Linked DNA regions of Macaca mulatta: region 1 is linked to region 2. Evidence: chromatin contacts called from public Hi-C data. All regions are on one chromosome and are shown on one strand. Each heading gives the region's core, a stretch centred on a gene start, on an enhancer-like site or on the middle of the called end of the contact. The rest is flanking DNA. Distances are from core to core; before and after follow the strand shown.

Evidence for each region. A called contact is a pair of places that touch in the nucleus more often than the background predicts.
Region 1: a Hi-C map of liver shows a contact between it and region 2, with 3 times the contacts expected there. The contact joins the promoter of ZDHHC5 here to the promoter of TMX2 in region 2. A contact is called at or near these places in 2 of 14 Hi-C or Micro-C datasets (CD4 T cells and liver).

What each region holds. Positions count from the first base shown.
Region 1 is chr14:15,725,355-15,729,836 of T2T-MMU8v2.0, reverse strand. ZDHHC5 (zinc finger DHHC-type palmitoyltransferase 5) reads left to right here and starts at 1,628. Exons shown (of 12, transcript XM_015114147.3): 1 at 1,628-1,758. LOC144334210 (a long non-coding RNA gene) reads right to left here and starts at 2,296. Exons shown (of 2, transcript XR_013403802.1): 1 at 2,239-2,296; 2 at 485-884.
Region 2 is chr14:15,679,619-15,684,294 of T2T-MMU8v2.0, reverse strand. TMX2 (thioredoxin related transmembrane protein 2) reads left to right here and starts at 1,434. Exons shown (of 8, transcript NM_001195759.1): 1 at 1,434-1,622. The coding sequence starts at 1,434. MED19 (mediator complex subunit 19) reads right to left here and starts at 1,030. Exons shown (of 5, transcript XM_001101030.5): 1 at 781-1,030. The coding sequence starts at 997.

The DNA.
Region 1 (4,482 bases), core at 379-2,878, 45 kb before region 2:
ACGCCAGGCCAGGTCTAAAGAGTTTTAAAAATACAAAGTCGTTATAAAGAACTCTCAAGTGTGTTGCAATAAATGCTGGTTTGACTCTGTTAACAAGAATAAACTAGAATTGATAATATATACCATGTCAGAGAAGGAACTAGACTCCAGAAAACAGGAGAAGGTAGTTCTCCTTTACCTTGCTGCCTAATACTAAAGTGTCAGAACCACAGTAAAGCCAGCAACATTTGAGACCAAACCCGAGGACAGGCAGGATTTTACAGACAGGTGAGGGGCCTCGGCTTCAGGGAAGTGGCTCGTGAAACACCTTTCTGAGGGGCCATTATGTAATAGCCAGAGTTGCTTTCCAAAAAAGAAACAGCCTCGAACTGAACGGGGAGAGAACACGTGGCATTGCTATTGGGTTCACAGCTGTCTTGGGCTAATCAGGGCAAAGCGTAGCACTGTGACCTATGCAGAGTGAGCTCGCCAGGGACCTAGAGAACCTTTTGCTTCCAGCTTTGTATTCTCGGATTGGGTGAGGTGAGGGATGCGGGCGCCCACTCCACCTGTGGCAGTGGGAAACTAATGGAATTCAGAGAGTTCACCTCCCGGCTCGCACGCCGGGTGCGGGAGCGTGCTGCCACCGCCTCAGGTCGCGCGCTCCTTAGGCTTCCCTCTCACGGTTAGCGCTACGGCTCCAAGGCTGGCGCCTGCTCTTCTTTATCTCCCTCCCCGGCCCTTGGCAGGAGACTCGCCCTACAATGGCTCTTCAAGTCCGGGCGTCCCCTTCATGTGGGACCAAAGCCCAGAGCATTCCATCATCCTGGATTCTGCCTGGACCAGCGACCTCGCCGGACTGAAGATTTCTCCAGCAAGATTGTTTTAAATAAAGTTTTCGCCGTCTGGAAAAAAAAAAAAAAAAAAGGAGGTGGGAAGGAGAAAAGGCAGGCCTAGTCGCCAAATGGTTGGCCAATCCGCCGCGAAGGGGCTGAAGCAGGAAGCGGCGAAACTCCGTCAGTAATTGGCTGCGCTAGAAGCCTGTCTGGACTGTACCACCTCACTGGGAGAGGGGTTGCTGAATTCGAGAAGGTGGCTGCTTGCTTTTGAGTACTTCCAGTACACACACATAATTCTTTTCTTCTTTCCGAGAGTTTTTGCTTGGATTCAGTGGGAATACAACAGGACGCAGGAGAAGGGAAGACTCGCCTGGCCATTTCCTCATTCCTGACTCCTGTGCATTAGGCCAATCCCTGTCTCTTAGTCGTCCCCGCAACCCCACGGCCTTACGTGCGCGCTCTCGTCTCCTCGAGTGCGTACGACGCTGTGTTGCTGCAGCCAATCAGAACGCGAGGTCGCCCCGGTCGCCAGGGTTCGCGCGCACGCCCCAGATCGGAGTCGGGGTGGGGGATATGGGTGAATGGGAGAGTGAGCGGGGGTGGGCGCGGCAGCGCGAGCCGCATGAATGAGACAAACGTGCGCCGCGCGAGACGTCGCGCGAGTCCGGACCAGGGAACCAATGGGAACGCTGGAAGGGTTCGAGACCCGGCACTGAGGGCAACGGCCGCGCGCCGGCTCCGAGTCGAGCGTCGCCTGGCGGGAGCGCGCGGCAGCGGGGCGGGCGTGGAGCGTGCGGGGGCCGCGCGCTGCTTCTCTGAGGCAGGACGGCACTGCCGGGAGGCGGCGGTGACAACGACGGTGGTGGTGACGAGCACCGGGCTAGGGGGTGAGTGCCGAGGACACCGGTGCCTGCGGAACCGGAAGTGCCGGACCAGTGAGGTGGGAGGGGAGGGTGACCTCTAGGGAAGGGGGACCGACGACGGGGAGGGGGTTAAGGCCCCATTTCTCCTCCGGGCCGGGTCTTCCAACCGCGGCGGGACCCGTGGGCCCTGGAAACGGACGACGAGTAGAGGCCGGGGATCTACGGCCACCAGGGCTCGGAACGGATTAGAGCCGGCCACTCAGCTCGAGACCACGGTCCCCGGTGCCTGGCGCCCAGCCGCCGCCCCTTCCGCCCCCGGCCCTGCGCCCTCGGGCTCTGCGGTCCCCGCTGCCCGCTCTCTTAACCTCGGTGGGCCTGGCCGCCGTGGATTCCTTCTCCTCGGTTTCAGCGGTCGTCAGTCCTGCCCGAACGGGTGATTCTCTTTGCCCCCGTCCGGTGGTGGGGACCGGGGGCTGTTTCCCTTTTACCGCTCTGCGGTTCGATTCCCTCGCTCCACTCTGCTGATACTTATTTTGGCTCAAGCTTCATTCTGTTACCTGTTCTCTCTCACCCGTCCGCGTCCTCCTCCTGCCGCCACCAGCCGAGTGCTCCATGCTTTTAGTACTTTGTACTTTTTAAAGTGGAACTCGAATGCGTTTGTCAATATTTTACCTATGTAAATTTCTTTTTGGGGCAGGGAGGTGGAAAGTGTTTTACCCACTTGGCCAAATGAAACACTGAAATAAGAAGTAAGAAAGTTGCTAAAAGTTACGAAGGCAGTTGTAGGGTCACATATATGTTATACTCTAGACTATTTTTCTGCCTTGGATTCTTCACTTCCTGGTTAATGCCATCTTGAGCAAGTTGATCTAACATTTTCATATCATCCTTTTATCTCAGTATTCCTCTGTCCTGGATCAAATATCTTCAGAATGCTCATTATCACCCTTTCTATAAACTTAATGTTTACAAAATTATATTGCCATGTATTTTACGATCTCGGTATATAATGATAACACCCACATTAAACTTCTTGGCTCTTTCTCCCATACCTTGACATGTGAATTATTCCATGGTACCTCCATTACTGTGTATTTAGATTTACTCTATTACTGTTACACCACTTATTTCAACAAAAAATAGTTGTGTTGTCCTTGGTACTGCTGGTATCCACCTGTTTAAGGAAATACCTGTATTAAACCTTATTAAAGCCTTCAAACCACATATCCTGTATTGTTTTACATATACATATTTCCATTTCATAGTTTACTCTGTGCCTCAATATGGCATACATATTATTATTATTTTTTTTTTCTGAGACGGAGTCTGGCTCTGTCGCCCAAGCTGGAGTGCAGTGGCTGCGTTCTTGGCTCACTCCACCTCCCGGGTTCAAGCGATTCTTGTGCCTCAGCCTCCCTAGTAGCTGGGATTTCAGGCGTGCGCCATCACGCCCTGCTCATTTGTTTGTATTTTTAGTAGAGACAGGGTTTTGGCATGTTGGCCAGGCTGGTCTCGAACTCCTGACCTCAAATGATCTGCCCGCCTCAGCCTCCCAAAGTGCTGGGATTACAGGCATGAGCCACCGCGCCTGGCCGGCATACATATTCTTGTTTACTTTTTTGATACTAGTATGGATTCGGACTCTTGACTCTGATGAACCACGCTCACCCTTGTGGTTTCATCCTACTATCTGCAGCATATCCTTCTGCTAAGAATTGGTTCATCTTTATTTATACGCAGTAAATTCTTAGGTTTTATGGTTTCCCTTCTATTGTGTAGCCCCCCCAAGCATCTCAGATGTGGATCTCTTTTGTATTCCCAGTATTATACTCCCAAAATTGCATGGCCTTTCATGACTCTGTATTGCTATGTCAGTATTAGTCCATGTGACTTTTTTCCTGTGGAAAATATATGAAATAATATATAGTATCTAAATGATATTCTACTCTAGATAAAATTTAGTGTAATTTTCCATCTTTTCTAGTCTTTGGGATTTTGAGGGAAAAGTTTCTTTAATAGTACATATTGGCTGGGCAGGGTGGCTTACACCTGTAATCCCAGCACTTTGGGTGAGTGGGCAGATCACCTGGAGGTCAGGAGTTCGAGACCAGCCTGGGCAACATGGTGAAACCCCATCTCTACTAAAAATACAAAATTAGCTGGGCGTCGTGGTGCCCTCCTGTAATCCCAACTGCTCGGGAGGCCAAGGCAGGAGAATTGCTTGAATCGGGGAGGTGGAGGTTGCAGTGACATGCACTTCAGCCTGGGTGATAGAGGGAAACTGTTTAAAAAAAACAAAGTACAGATTGTCTACAAACCAAGAATTTGCTTTTGTTAACAAAGTTACCGAGGCCTACATTCCAAATGTTAGGCTTTGATTCCTGTAGGAAACTGAGAGTTAAATAATCATTAAATCAGGGACTAGAGAGGATTTATGTTTTCTAGGACTATAACAATTTCTTAGAATTTCTGGGCGCTCACTGTATTCTAATACTGCTGTTTGGCCCTCTGAAACTCACATTTTAAAGAAAGAAATGAATCATAAGGGAAGGCACCTTTGCTTTCCATGCCACAGGTGAGAGAGGAAGCGGTAAATTATAGGACACATTTATATTTTGTTATCTGAATCTTCTGAATTTTTTTTTTTCTTTTCTTTTTTTCTTTTTTGAGACACAGTCTTGCTGTGTCGCCCAGGCTGGAGTGCAGTGGCTCACTGCAACCTCTGCCTCCTGGGTTCAGGTGATTCTCCTGCCTTAGCCTCCTGAGTAAGCTGGGACTACAGGCGCCTGCCTGGCTAATTT
Region 2 (4,676 bases), core at 185-2,684:
CATAGGTACTCAACAAAATAATTTTTTGAATGAAAAGAGTTTGGTTCGATTCTTACCCCTTCTTTGATGACACCAGGAAACGCAGAAATCTTGGAAGAGTGGCAACTTGCCCCAAACCCACAGCAAGTCTGTGGGAGACTTGTAACTAAAACTTTAGGTCCCCAAAGATATTAAATCAGGCCTCTCGAGTTCCAAACTCAAACTCTTGATTTTTTGTTTGTTTGTTTTTGTTTTGAGACGGAGTCTCATTCTATCGCCCAGGCTGGAGTGCAGTGGAGCAATCTCGGCTCAATGCAACCTCCGCCTCCCGGGTTCCGAGTAGCTGGAATTAAAGGTATACGCCACCACGCCCAAGTAATTTTTGTGTTTTTAGTACAGACAGAGTTGCATCATGTTGGCCAGGCTGGTCTCGAACTCCTGACCTGAGGTGATTCGCCCGCCTCCGTCTCCCAGAGTGTTGGGATTACAGGCGTGAGCCACTGCGCCCAGCCCTAGATCATTTTTTAGGGAGACATAAACCAGTGTCAGGAACACAGCCTGGACATGGTGCAAAAGACAGTCACGGAGATGCACCACCCCGCTCCCCGCCATTCATCCCTTTGGTTGAATTCAACTCATCCCTCTGCTTGTGAATCCTAATAGCCCTTTCGACTTAGGGCTCCACAGTCCGGGTATGCGTTGCCTAGGTTACCTCGCACCTCCGTTAGCCGGCTGAGAGCCACGCCCAACACCTCCTCTCTAAGATTTGATTGGCTGGCTTTGGCAAGGCCGAGTACTCACCTGGCAGTTCCCTCATGAGGTAAAAAGGGCCACAGCCAGCTCCTGACTTGTCCGCGCCGGGAGGGGCCGTGGCCGCGGTGGGAGGCGGAGCCGTGCCGGGTCCCCCGCCCGGAGGAGGCGGTGGCGGGGGTGGAGGCTTTCCTGGTCCGAAGCCTAGTGCGGTTGGGGGCGGTGGTGGGTCAGCCTGAGCCCCGAACAGCGCCGTGAAATTCTCCATCGTCCCCTCCGCCCCGGCGCTGTCTCGGTGTCTGGCGTTGGTAATTTTCATTGGACAATGCCTTTAAGGAATACCCACCTCTTTCTCAAGGAACCGCTTGTCATTGGATGCCTCAGGCACCGCCTACCTTGTTTCAACAACTACTTCCGTCGCTCTCTGAGAACGTTCAGGAAGTGCTATTTAACCTTATTAGAGTCTTCTGCTAGCTACGTTAGCTACAGTCCAATAAAATGACTTAAGCTGATAAAGCGACAGCTAGACCAACCAATAAGATATTAAGTTCTTTTTTGGGTTCTGACATACCACAGCGTTGACAGAACTACATCCGGGTTTAGAGGCCGTACGTTTGAGATGTAGCCCAATAGCAGTCGCTATGGTGGGGGAGGCGGGGCCGGACCTACGACGCCGGTGAGCAGTGGCCCTTGCGGCCGAAAAGATGGCGGTCTTGGCTCCTCTAATTGCTCTGGTGTATTCGGTGCCGCGACTTTCACGATGGCTTGCCCAACCTTACTACCTTCTGTCGGCCCTGCTCTCTGCTGCCTTCCTACTCGTGAGGAAACTGCCGCCACTCTGCCACGGTTTGCCCACCCAACGCGAAGACGGTAACCCGTGTGACTTTGACTGGGTGAGCGTCCCGCGTCTCAGTACCGCGACCTTGACTGTCCCTGCCCTTGCAGGTGCATCTGGGAACCCTGGGGTTTACCTTTCTGAGGACACCTGAGGTTCCGAGCCTGTAGCGGATTTAACAGACTGTAAAGTGCAGAGTCCGAAACATCGTCGAGACTAAACTTTGTGTTTAATATGGGAAAACGGAACCTGTTAGTCGTAGCCCTGTACAACGGCCCAACAGCTTCTGACTGTTGAGTCCAGGTTTCTTTCCATTTCACCATTTAGACTAAGAAACAGCCCTGTCAAAACTGTACATATACGTGTATAGCATCTTACAGTGCCGCTCATTATGTAAAGCCTCCTGAGGAGCCAGTAAGGTAGGGAAGGCAAGTAGTAGTAGTCCTGTTTCATTGGTGAAGGAATGGATCTTGGTATATTTAGGCGACTTGCCCCAGGTCATGCAACTAATGAGTGCCTGGGACTTGAAACTATTCTTGTGGCCACACTACCTGCACACACTGTCAGCCGTTTCTTAATTCAATCAGCATTTCTAGAGTGTACACTCTAGGCACTCTGCTTGATCCTGAGGATGCGAAAGTGGATAAAATTTTGGGGCTACTGTAAAGGAATTGTAAAAAATAAGTTGTAAAGAAATCTTTGGGCTTTCTTTGAGAAGTGTCCCAAGCTCCTTGCTGTGCTTCCTTGGAATGGGTGGAGGGACTGCTCAGAACATGAACTTAAAGCACTTTACCCTCTGCTATATAGCATGTAAGGGCCAAGGCAAAGCTTCCCCTTAGCTCTCTGAGGGTTTGTTGAAAAATCAGCCGACAAAGGGCACGTTAATAGGAGAAAGGCACAGAAATTTTATTTTAACGTGCATAGCATGAGGGAATTGAAGGAGAATGACCCAGTGGGGTACAGAGGCTTATATACCCTTCTTCATAGGAGTATGGGAGATGGGGAAATGTGGGTGATTTTAAGGTGGATTGTAAATGACTTTTAGGGTGATTCAGTGGCCTGGAGAACATACAGTGGCGTGGGACAATGACTGTTGGGCCTGCAAAGCAGACAGTGGTTTCTGACAAAAATCTGTCCGGGTGTGTTGACAGGCTTCAGTCTTTCTTCCTGTACTATGAGTTAAGTTAATGAAAACTCAGGGAAGAGACCAGAAGTAATTGTTTTCTTCTTTGACAGGTCTGGACTTTAGGCAGATAAGGTAGTTATCAGAGTAAAGCTGCTTCCAGTATCTGCTGGTATCCAGGGACCTTTAATTTAAAATAATTAGCATACAGGATGCCATATTTTGGGCTGTGAGTCCCTGGTCTCCTTTATTTCCTTTGTCTGAAACTTCCTTAGAAGTTTCCCTATAAAAGCTGAGTTGGTGTCTGTGGAGAGAGAAATTGGGCTAGTAATTGAGCGGCAAAGGATCCCATTAAACCAGTCTCTCATTTTGGGGGATAGGCCAGTTCAGTTAAATTTCTGTGTCTCCTTTCAGGAGATGGCATTGTAGATGAGTTCTCAAAGCTAGTCTTCTATACATGATGTAGGCAAACAGATTTAATAAGAGAGACATATCTATGGAACAAGGCAAAGCTTAATATCTGGTATAGCGTATAAACTAGTTTCTTTAGAGTCTGGAGGGCAGTCAGTTGGGAAGATCAATAGCAATTTATTTTCCTAGATTGTAGGTTGTGTGTAAAGTTTGTCCAAATATAAGATGTTACGGTGATTTTTTTTTTTTTCAAAGACAAGTTGACTAGCTTTAGCTGATAAGGCCTTAGGAAAAAGGCAGGGTTTTTAGTTTTTTGGGGTTTTTTTGAGACAAGATCTTGCTCTGTTATCCAAGCTGGAGTGCAGTGGTGTGATCATGGCTCACTGTAGTCTTAACCTCCTGGGCAAAGCCATCCTGCCACCTCAGCCTCCCAGGTAGCTGGAACCAAAGGCATGCACTACACACCTGGCTAATTTTTAAAAAATTTTTTTGAGGTGGGGTCTCTTTATGTTGCCCAGGTTGGTCTTGAACTCCTGAGCTCGAGGGATCCTCCTGACTTGGCTTCCTAAGGAGCTGGGATTTACAGGCATGAGCCACTGCGCCAAGTCAAAAAGAAGGCTGTTTTAATTTTTAGTGATTCTAAGTCAGAAGAGTGGGTGAAAAATGGAAAACATTAGTCTGGAGGTTAGCAATTTTATGAGTCCAGTTTTATTTTCATTAGACTTTGGAAATTTTTACCCAGTCCAATGATGCAATTTCAAAGTTATCAGAAACCTGTATTTGTCAGAATTCTTCCCATGCTTTCCAAGAGCCTCCTTGAAAATAAGACACTTGGCCAGGTGTGGTGGCTGACATCTGTAATCCCAGCACTTTGGGAGGCTGAGGCGAGTGGATTTCCTGAGCTCAAGAGTTCGAGACCAGCCTGGCCAACATGGTGTAACCCTGTCTCTACTAAAAATACAGAAAATTAGCCGGGTGTGGTGGTGGGTGCCCGTAATCCCAGCTACTCTGGAGGCTGAGGCAGAAGAATCACTTGAACCCGAGAGGCAGAGGTTGCAGTGAGCCAGGATCGTGCCATTGCACTCAAGCCTGGGCATCAAGAGCAAAATTCTGTCTCAAAATCAATCAATAAGTAAAATAAAAAATACATATAATATATATAATATATGCTATATATTAATGTGCTTTTAATACTAATGCTAATTTTAATAAACTTTACAAACAAATCTGTCTAATCTTGATCAGCTTTGACTACACAAGATAAAATTTCCATAAACCTTTTATAACCTCTTAGAATTTGTTTTCATTCTTTCTTTTCTTTCCCCAGCTTTTTGTTGTTGTTATTTAGTTTTTATTTCATAATCATAAACTTAACTCTGCAATCCAGCTAGGCATGGAAGGGAACAAGGAAAACGTGGAACCCAAAGGGAACTGCAGCGAGAGCACAAAGATTCTAGGATACTGCGAGCAAATGGGGGTGGAGGGGTGCTCTCCTGAGAGGAGAGCACAGAAGGAATGGTCTGGTGGTTAAGCTAAAACACAAGTCAAACTTACTAGAGTTATCCACAGTCAGCAATG